3 separate regions of the Hordeum vulgare genome follow, and all the other regions are linked to region 2. The links are chromatin contacts, called in public Hi-C maps. All regions are on one chromosome and are shown on one strand. Each heading gives the region's core, a stretch centred on a gene start, on an enhancer-like site or on the middle of the called end of the contact. The rest is flanking DNA. Distances are from core to core; before and after follow the strand shown. Region 1 holds the start of LOC123429802 (geranylgeranyl pyrophosphate synthase, chloroplastic-like). Region 2 holds the start of LOC123425565. Region 3 holds the start of LOC123425569 (protein BZR1 homolog 1).

What was found. A called contact is a pair of places that touch in the nucleus more often than the background predicts.
Region 1: a contact with region 2 is called in a Hi-C map of leaf, with 8 times the contacts expected there. The contact joins the promoter of LOC123429802 here to the promoter of LOC123425565 in region 2. A contact is called at or near these places in 4 of 6 Hi-C or Micro-C datasets (leaf and seedling) and 1 of 1 datasets of contacts at active chromatin or transcription factors (embryo).
Region 3: a Hi-C map of seedling shows a contact between it and region 2, with 6 times the contacts expected there. The contact joins the promoter of LOC123425569 here to the promoter of LOC123425565 in region 2. A contact is called at or near these places in 2 of 6 Hi-C or Micro-C datasets (leaf and seedling) and 1 of 1 datasets of contacts at active chromatin or transcription factors (embryo).

Annotation. Positions count from the first base shown.
Region 1 is chr2H:140,487,294-140,490,440 of MorexV3_pseudomolecules_assembly, forward strand. LOC123429802 (geranylgeranyl pyrophosphate synthase, chloroplastic-like) reads left to right here and starts at 1,276. Exons shown (of 2, transcript XM_045113791.1): 1 at 1,276-2,066; 2 at 2,272-2,958. The coding sequence starts at 1,413. The coding sequence ends at 2,694.
Region 2 is chr2H:139,786,465-139,789,311 of MorexV3_pseudomolecules_assembly, forward strand. It overlaps LOC123425565, which reads right to left and starts at 1,336. Exons shown (of 16, transcript XM_045109255.1): 1 at 922-1,336. The coding sequence starts at 952. It overlaps LOC123425566 (ruvB-like 2), which reads right to left. Exons shown (of 2, transcript XM_045109258.1): 2 at 1,648-2,520. The coding sequence ends at 1,875.
Region 3 is chr2H:140,719,187-140,722,366 of MorexV3_pseudomolecules_assembly, forward strand. It overlaps LOC123425569 (protein BZR1 homolog 1), which reads left to right and starts at 1,274. Exons shown (of 2, transcript XM_045109260.1): 1 at 1,274-1,785; 2 at 1,941-2,967. The coding sequence starts at 1,516. The coding sequence ends at 2,624.

The DNA.
Region 1 (3,147 bases), core at 26-2,525, 700 kb after region 2:
ACCATCATTGCCACTGGTGCAAAAGTTTTCCCTCTTGGCTTCTATAGATAAGAGATGGTTGTGCAACACATGGGGGCATCCCCATCCTTTGCCCGATCATTAGCACCAATATGTGCTCTTTCCCATTCATCCAATGCGCGTGTAGTTTTCTGTCTCCCCTCAGTATGACATGGGAGGGCCTTTCGCCTTTAACGGTTTTTATTCTTATGCCTTTTTCTTACAATCCAAAAGTCTTGGATTCATATGGATTTATGTTCTAGGAGATGCCGTTGTTCCTTTTTATCGAAGTTGACCTTCTGTTTATGTGACAAAATTAGGGTAACATGATTCCATGTTTGAGATAAGCAATAACAAAACTATTTCAATTAAATTTACAAATGTCATGTTCGACGAAACATATTTTGAAAAATATTTTGTGCTATTTCAAGAAGTTTCGCATGACACAGATGTACTCCCTCAATTAATATGGGATGGAGAGAGAGAGAGAGAGAGTATGAAGCAAGTATTCATAATTAAACCAACAAACCATAAGATAGATATTCAAATGACAGAAAGATCATATGTACGTCATTTTTGTCGAGTTTATTTCTTTGGATCACCAAAGGCATATACAAGGAACTGGATTCCTCCTAGAAAGGAAGTACATTCGTGCTAAAAAGAGGAATTTCATTGAAGCATGGTACATCCATGTCAGAAGGGGAAAGTAGAACCATGAAGCAACTCCATTGTCGAAATTGAGAATATTTAGACTTTTGAAGAAAGAAAAGTGTCTTGAAAAAAAGCATATCCTATATAAGAAATTAAATAATAATAGTACTCACTATGTTTCGAAATATAAGACGTTATTTGCAGTTCGGTTCGAATGTGAACCGCAAAATACATCTTATAATTAGGAATAGAGGTAATACTTGTATAACAACAAATAGTTGGTTTAACATGTCAGAACTCACACCAAATTCGCTTGAAAGAATCAATTCCCATAATATTCCGTTTGATCTCATCCTACCATACACCCCTCCCAAAATTAAATTGCGTACAAGATGCTCCATTTCCACGCGCCTGTTTTTTTCTGCAGAAAATTTCCATATGCACTGGTAACCGATTACTTTGCTTGGAGATTTAGACGAACGCTTGGCGTCATCACGTGCAAAGTCGTGAGAAGACAAACAAGAGAAAATGTCAAAGAAAAGCAAAGGAAACCATGGCGTGGCACAACGCATCACGTTATTTTCTCCTTATAAAAAGGGCGCTCCACGCTTCGCCGTTAGCACCACTGCCCCTTGCCCACCCGGTGTGCCCCGTGCCAGAGTTTCCCCTTTCGCTTCTACTCTACTTACAGATAAGAGAAGAAGGCCTCGCAGCCCACGGGGGCCATCTCCATCCTCTCCCCGCACTAAAAAACCCCGAGAGCCATGGCAGCGTTCCACCCGCTGGTCGCCTCGCGCGTCCGCCTCGCCGCCCCGCTCCTCCCCGTCGCCGCGCCCGCCGCCGTCGTCGTCGCCGCGGCCGGGCCTTCCTTCCACCAGCGCCGCTTCTCCGCCATCGTCGCCGCGGCGACCGCCCCCGCGGCCACCGAGTTCGACTTCAAGGCCTACATGGGGGAGCGGGCGGTGGCCGTGAACGGCGCCCTGGACGCCGCCGTCCCTGCCGGCGAGCCCCCCGCGACGCTCCACGAAGCGATGCGCTACGCGCTGCTGGCCGGCGGCAAGCGCGTGCGCCCGGCCCTCTGCCTGGCCGCCTGCGTCGTGTCCGGCGGCCGCGAGGCCTGGGCGATGGCCCCCGCCGCCGCGGTCGAGATGGTGCACACCATGTCGCTCGTCCACGACGACCTCCCCTGCATGGACGACGACGACCTCCGCCGCGGCAAGCCCACCTGCCACGTCATGTTCGGCGAGCCCATCGCCGTGCTCGCCGGCGACGCCCTGCTCGCGCTCGCCTTCCAGCACATGGCCAGCGTCGACTCCTACCCTCCGGACGTTGACCCCGCCAAGCACACCGCCCGCGTCGTCCGCGCCATTGGTGAGCTCGCGCGCTGCATCGGATCAGAGGGCCTCGTCGCCGGCCAGGTCAGCAGAGATTCTATTCGATCTCGTCACCGAAAAAAGTACAAATTAGGAATGTGCTAATTCTGTGAATCGAATGCCTTTCTAAGAAGCATGATTTGCATAGGTATCTCCGTACAGTTGGGTTAGAGATTGAAACTATCCTAAACATAGGTCGTGCCACTTAACTTGTCACATTTCTGAAAAATGGGCGTCAACTTTTTGTCAGGTTGTTGATCTGGAGATGACTGGCTCAACTGAGCCTGTACCACTTGACCGCCTTGAGTACATTCATCTGCACAAGACCGCTGCATTGCTTGAGGCCTCTGTGGTTATTGGTGCAATCATTGGGGGTGGCTCGGAGGAGCAGATCGAGCGGTTGCGCAAGTACGCCAGATCAATTGGGTTGCTGTTCCAGGTGGTTGATGACATTCTTGATGTCACCAAGTCATCAGAGGAGCTAGGGAAGACAGCTGGGAAGGACTTGGCGAGTGACAAGACGACATACCCCAAGTTACTAGGGTTGGAGAAATCGCGGGAATTTGCGGAAAAGTTGCTTTCTGATGCAAAGGAGCAACTTGCTTATTTTGAAAAAGAGAAGGCAGCACCGCTATTGTACTTGGCCAATTATATTGCCTATCGGCAGAACTAAGGTGATGGTTATTCTGTTGTTCGTTGTTGATCTGTAACTTTGTAAGAACATCAAGTCTGGGATTTGAGGAATATCTGAATTCTTCCTCTCATATATACTAGTTTAGTTTTCTACCGATGTGTCATGAGAATATTTAGGTGACAAATGCCACATGAGTTAGGTGGCAAATACCAATGTCCCATTGAGATAGCCAAGACATTATAATGGGAATCAGGCTTTATGTCCTATACTGTCTGGATGATAATAAATCGATTGATTTCGAAAGAATGACATTCTATTTCTCTCTTTCTTTCTTTCCGCGACAATTGCATGCATCACATTATTGCTATGCTCCTTGCTAGGTAGAATGTTCAGCGAGAAAGAGCATGTCAAAGTGATGTTTTTCTATCCGAATTATAGTGCATACAGATTGTTTCGAAAGTCAAGCTTCCTCAAGTTTGACCTAGTTTATTG
Region 2 (2,847 bases), core at 86-2,585:
GGATTAGTCCCAGTTCTACGAGGAGTCGAAATTCAGTTGTACGCAGATAACCAGGATATCGTATAGTATAGGTGAGCGTCATTAAGCTCGCATGGAGTGGGTGCCTAAGAATTCAATAAGCTGGGAGAGAGGGAAAAAATAGGTAGGCTTTTTACGCATTCACTCAGTGGGATGATGCCTTACATGATTCATTTCTTAGTTTGCAATCGCATCTGCTTGCTGGAAACTATGTGTGAACCAACAGATGGATTCGGTTTGCAGGTGATCACTAAACTGAACGGGTACACTCTCTTAAGCTCAGAACTGAGAACAGCATGGGATCAGACAAATGACCAATCCCATCTGAAATCCAGTTGTACGCAGATAACCAGGATATCATATAGTATAGGTGAGCGGCATTAAGCCCGCATGGAGTGTGTGCCTAATGACCAATCTGTGCCCTTAGGTGATCACTAAACTGAACGGGTACACTCTCTTAAGCTCAGAACTGAGAACAGCATGGGATCAGACCAATGACCAATCCCATCTGAAAATAATAATTGAAATCCACACTAGCTACAACACCTCCACCCAAGCTGTGCTCAGTGATGAGGCTGGAGCCAAACTTATAATCGTAATGCTGATATATACGACGATAACCGACCCTTGTATACACGCGGATGCCGAGGGTAACAGCGAGCAAGCTCGACGCATTGCGCGGCACAAGGCAGCCTCAGCTCGTGCGCGGTAGATTTCAGCCTCGCCACCGCCGACACGCGAACACCGGCGCTCGCTAGTCCTACTGCGGCAGCTCCCACGCGCGAAGCAGCTGAAGCAAACGGAGACAAAATGGGCGCAGGGGGGGTCGGACCGGACGGGCGATCGAGCTGTCCCGGGCAGCAATCCAGTTGGACGAGGCCGCGGAGAGAGGGGCGGGCGTACCTGCGGCGGAGCTGGGGTCGCTGGATTCCATGGCGCCGGCGGCGGGGAGCGATCGGGTCGGTCGAGGAGGTGGCGCAGAGCGTGGGCTGCTCTGTTGGATAGTGGGGGAGGGGGGATGAGGGGAAGGAGGTGGGGAATGGGGGGGAAGCGAGGACGGTTTCCTTTGTTGATGGTGCTGTCCAATGTCCCGACTCCCGAGAGAAGGACGAGGGCCCCACCCCACCACGGAGCGGAACCACGTCGCCCCGAGCGCGGGGGGGCGCACGCGCGGCCCGGAGCACCGAGCCCGGCCGTGGCGGCCTCTCAATGATCGATCGATCGCGCCGGCGACCGCGTGTGCCGCGCCGCGCGGCTTGCGAAATCGCCTTTGTGCTATGCGGTGGCGTGGTACCGTGCGTGTGTGTCTGCCTCTAGAAGACGCGCCCAATTGAGTATTGTCCCGCTTCAGATTAGAATCGTCAGTCAGCAGCTCATTTCATCTTGGGCAGATGCGATCTAAATCCTGTTTCACAGCTACTGTACCTTGCTTCCATTATTCAGATCAGACCATTCTCGGCCAGTAGCATGTCAGGGGCAGACTACTACGGTTTCAGACACTTTTTACACCTTCCAAGGACACATGCTGGTTGCTGCACAGCCGTTCTAACTGCAGCTTGTAATCCCTAATTATCCTGCACCTTTTCCCACCAAACAGAAACGACATATAAACTGATGACGCACGTAACAAAAAATGGAAAAGAACTGAACGGACAAGCCTGAGACGGAAGATTCCTCAGGATACACTCAACTGTGAAGTCACCGGTTACAGCCGTTAACATAGCTCACAGCACCCATCAACCGTGCCTTCAGGTAAAATCATCTCACGCTTAACACTAATCTAAACGAGCAAGCAGAATCCACAAGATACACGAGCCATACAAACCAACCCACAGTTACATTGCAAAAATTCCCGTCTAGGGCTGCATGGCGTCATCCCCATCTGAATCCCCTTGCACTTCACTGAACATGTAGTCACTCTGGCTGTCGATCAAGAACTGTGTCGATCTCTTCACGTCCAGAAACAGGTGGTACACCCGGCTTATGTCCTCCATCTCCACCACCTTGCCCTTGCGCTTCTGGCAGGCCAGGCCGGCAGAAGTGATAAGCTGGATCGCGTACCTGAGCGAGGTCTCGGTACCAATCTTCGTGAGCAGATCCTTGCCCTCGGCAGACATTTCAACGTCTTCTTCCTCGCACCTGATGTCTAAGATCTTCCGGATCTCCTCCGCCGAGTATGGCTGTGTCGTGATGATCAAGAGGCGGTCGAGGAAATCGGTCGGTATACCATGTGGTGACCGGTAATTGGTCCCGCGTATGGTTGTAATGCCTCGATTCGTCGCAATAACGAGGATCGGAGCCATGTCATTCTCCAAAGCACGGTTCAGGAAGGAGAAACACTCGATGTCTAGCATGTGGACTTCATCGATAAACAGAACACCAGGAACAATCTCAGCCTTCCCTTCCTCTCTCCACTCGGCAACTTTTGTGTCAATCTGCTCCCTAACCTCTGCACGAATCTCACCAGTGTCACCAGTGAAGAGTGCAAGGAAGCCTTGTGTCCTGAACAGGAATAAAAAGATAACAAAAATTAGTTAGTTGGGAATTAAATTCCTAAAGCAAACTACACTCGAATATGCATATGAAACAAAATACTCTTTTGTATCAGATGATATGATCAAGGATGGGAAGGCGGGGAAGAAAACTTTGCTGGTATAAACAAGATTGTAACAGAGAAGTTTGAAAAGGTTCAAAACTATCCAAAGAAGCAGTATCATCTAAGAGAAGTAAAATCAATAGTTTCACATAGAAGACCTTTAGCTAATAACAGCATAAATATCGGTAGCACATATCTGCAGAATGTATGGATGCAAAAAATATGCATCTTTG
Region 3 (3,180 bases), core at 24-2,523, 930 kb after region 2:
ATCGCCGTCGATCCAGGCCCCGTTAAAGTATAAATATACTCGAAGGTGTAGATTTTGGCCCGTGGCTAACTAGTTAATCGCGGCATACTGTACGTACGTACAGTGCATTTCCCCGTCTCCGAGCAGAAAATGATTGGTGTGAACGGACGGCATTCCAAGACGGCGGCGTTGGGGGCTACAACTCCACGCGCGAGGGTGGGGCCGAGCATTTTTCTTTTTCTCGGAGAGAATGGCCCGAACATGTTAGGTGGAGTTTCTTGCACGGAGAAGTTTGCGCATGTTCTTACGGCTCGTTTGGTTAAGGGGGATTTGGAAGGTTTTGAGAGGTGGATTTCAGTGGAATGGGTGAATCCCTTTGTTCCATCCAATCCTCTTAAAAATTCCGGGTCTTTGCTTCTACTAGTCCTCCGAGAAGGGTTTTAAAATACATGAATAGAAAGGGATTGAAGGGGAACGGAGGGATTGTGCTAAGCAAACCCCTCTTACCAAATGGGCGCCCGAGGATCTGTGGAGTTTCTGGCCCTGTCGGAGATTTTTCTCTCAAAACTTCCCCAATCTCCCTTAACCAAAGCAGGCCTTAATCTCCCTTAACCAAAGCAGGCCTTAGGCCTCGTTTGGTTAAGGGGGATTGGGGAGGTTTTGAGAGGAAAATCTCCGGAGGGTTCAGAAACCCCACAGATCCTCGGACGTCCATTTGGTAGGAGGGGTTTGCTTAGGCGAATCCCCTCCGTTCCCCTTCAATCCCTTTCTATTTATGTGTTTCAAAATCCTCTTTGGAGGACTAGTGAAAACAAAATCCCAGAAATTTGAGAGGATTGGGTGGAATAAAGAGATTCAACCAATCCCTTAAAATCCTTCCATCTTAAAACCTTCCAATCCCCTTAACCAAACGAGGCCTATGGGATAGTATTTGGTAAATCTGCCAAGCCACACACACAGCCCTTGGTCGATCGACGGCATTTTACAAACCGACTTTCTACGCACGCACTTTGCACCCCTAGATACTCCTCGTTGGTTGTGTACGTACCGAAATCTAGACTACACCGGCCGTAAAATTCGTCGGGCAAATCCCAATGCACCGGGCACAGGCACAGGCACAGGCACGCAGAGCACCACTCGCACTCACGTCAAAGAAAGAGCGTACGTAGTTCACACTCACCGTCCTCAAAAGCCGTGCCCGCCAAGATGGAGAGGGAGAGGTAGGCCCGGCCCGTCCCGGACATCACCAGTAGAAAATCTGGCTAATCCAGTCGCAATAAAGCAGGGGTCGCCGTACCCTCCTCGTGAGCCAGCCCAGACGACCCCACACGAGAGAGAGAGAGAGCTCAGCTCAGCTCAGCTCATCACACACCACGCCACTCCACGCCGCAGCAGCTCCCTCCCTCCCTCACTGTAGCGCCCCACCTCACCATTAAAGAAACGAGCTAGGCCAAGTGGAGAGAGAAGGGAAGGGACCGGACGGAGAAAGAGCAGAGCAGAGCAGCGCGGACGGAGCAGGGGAGCTAGCGGGCTAGCATGACGTCGGGGGCTGCCCGGGCGGCGGCGGCGGCGGCGGCGGCTGCGGAGGCGGACGCCGGGCTGGGGCGGACGCCGACGTGGAAGGAGCGGGAGAACAACAAGCGGCGCGAGCGGCGGCGCCGGGCCATCGCCGCCAAGATCTTCACCGGCCTCCGCGCGCTCGGCAACTACAAGCTCCCCAAGCACTGCGACAACAACGAGGTGCTCAAGGAGCTCTGCCGCGAGGCCGGATGGGTAGTGGAGGACGACGGCACCACCTACCGCAAGGTCAGACCGAGTTAGACCTCGTTTCTTGGTCTCGGCTCTCGAGATCGAGATCGCCCTCACCCCCATGTTTCTTCCCTCCCTCCGTTTCCTGGATCTAGCTGGGCTTGCTTTTGCTTGGATGTGTAGATCTGATTGTGTGGTTCGATTCGTGGCAGGGATACAAGCCGCCGTCGTCCGGGCCGTTCGGTGGGGTCTCGTCGGCGGGCATGAGCCCCTGCTCGTCCTCGCAGCTGCTCAGCGCGCCGTCGTCGTCGTTCCCGAGCCCGGTGCCTTCCTACCACGCCAGCCCGGCCTCGTCGAGCTTCCCGAGCCCCACGCGCCTCGACAACCCGAGCCCCGCCTGCCTCCTCCCGTTCCTCCGTGGCCTCCCCAACCTGCCCCCGCTCCGGGTCTCCAACAGCGCGCCAGTGACGCCGCCGCTCTCGTCGCCGACGGCGTCGCGCCCGCCCAAGATCCTGAAGCCCGACTGGGAGGTCGACCCGTTCCGGCACCCGTTCTTCGCCCTCTCCGCGCCGGCGAGCCCCACCCGTGGCCGCCGGCACGAGCATCCGGACACGATACCGGAGTGCGACGAGTCGGACGTCTCCACGGTGGACTCTGGCCGGTGGATCAGCTTCCAGATGGCCACGACGGCGCCGACGTCCCCCGCGTACAACCTCGTCAACCTAGGCGCCTCCAGCTCAAACTCCATGGAGATGGAGGGAATGGCGGGGGAGAGGGGCCGAGGCGGCCCGGAATTCGAGTTCGACAAGGGGAGGGTGACGCCGTGGGAAGGGGAAAGGATCCATGAGGTCGCCGCCGAGGAGCTTGAGCTCACGCTCGGCGTCGGCTCAAAATGACGGCCATCCGCACTGGCACTTCCAGAACTTGCCGGCCAATGATCGGAAAATGGGTTCTTTCATGAACCTCGAGTCCTCGTCAAGCACAAGCTAAATCGTGGTGGTTGTTGGATCGGCCATTGCTGCTGCGATTTGCGCAATTCGTTCATTCTAGGTTTAGTAGGGGATGGATGCATCTGTTGTTCGATTCCTCGGACAAAGAAAAGGGATCCGAAACAATCCTTCATCTCAATCGGCTGGCCATGGATTGCTTCATTATTCATTCATGGATGTAGCTAGTAGCTGGGTTCTTCTTGTTGTTGTTTTGTGTTCTTGCTGCCAATGCATGTGTACGTCCTCAAAATGTGTGTGAGCTCATGTGGGGGAAAGTCGAGTAGAGTAAAAAGGTGGACGGAGTTGAGCTTCAGGCGGTGACCTGAATAAACCTCTCTTTGACGCGGCGGCTAAACGAGAAGTAACATGGAGCTACTAGAAGTTCATCGCTGCTTTCACTTTTACAGCGGGAGCATGCGTCGGCCCGGCCACGAGCCAACGGCCGGGTTCAGATGGAGATTCG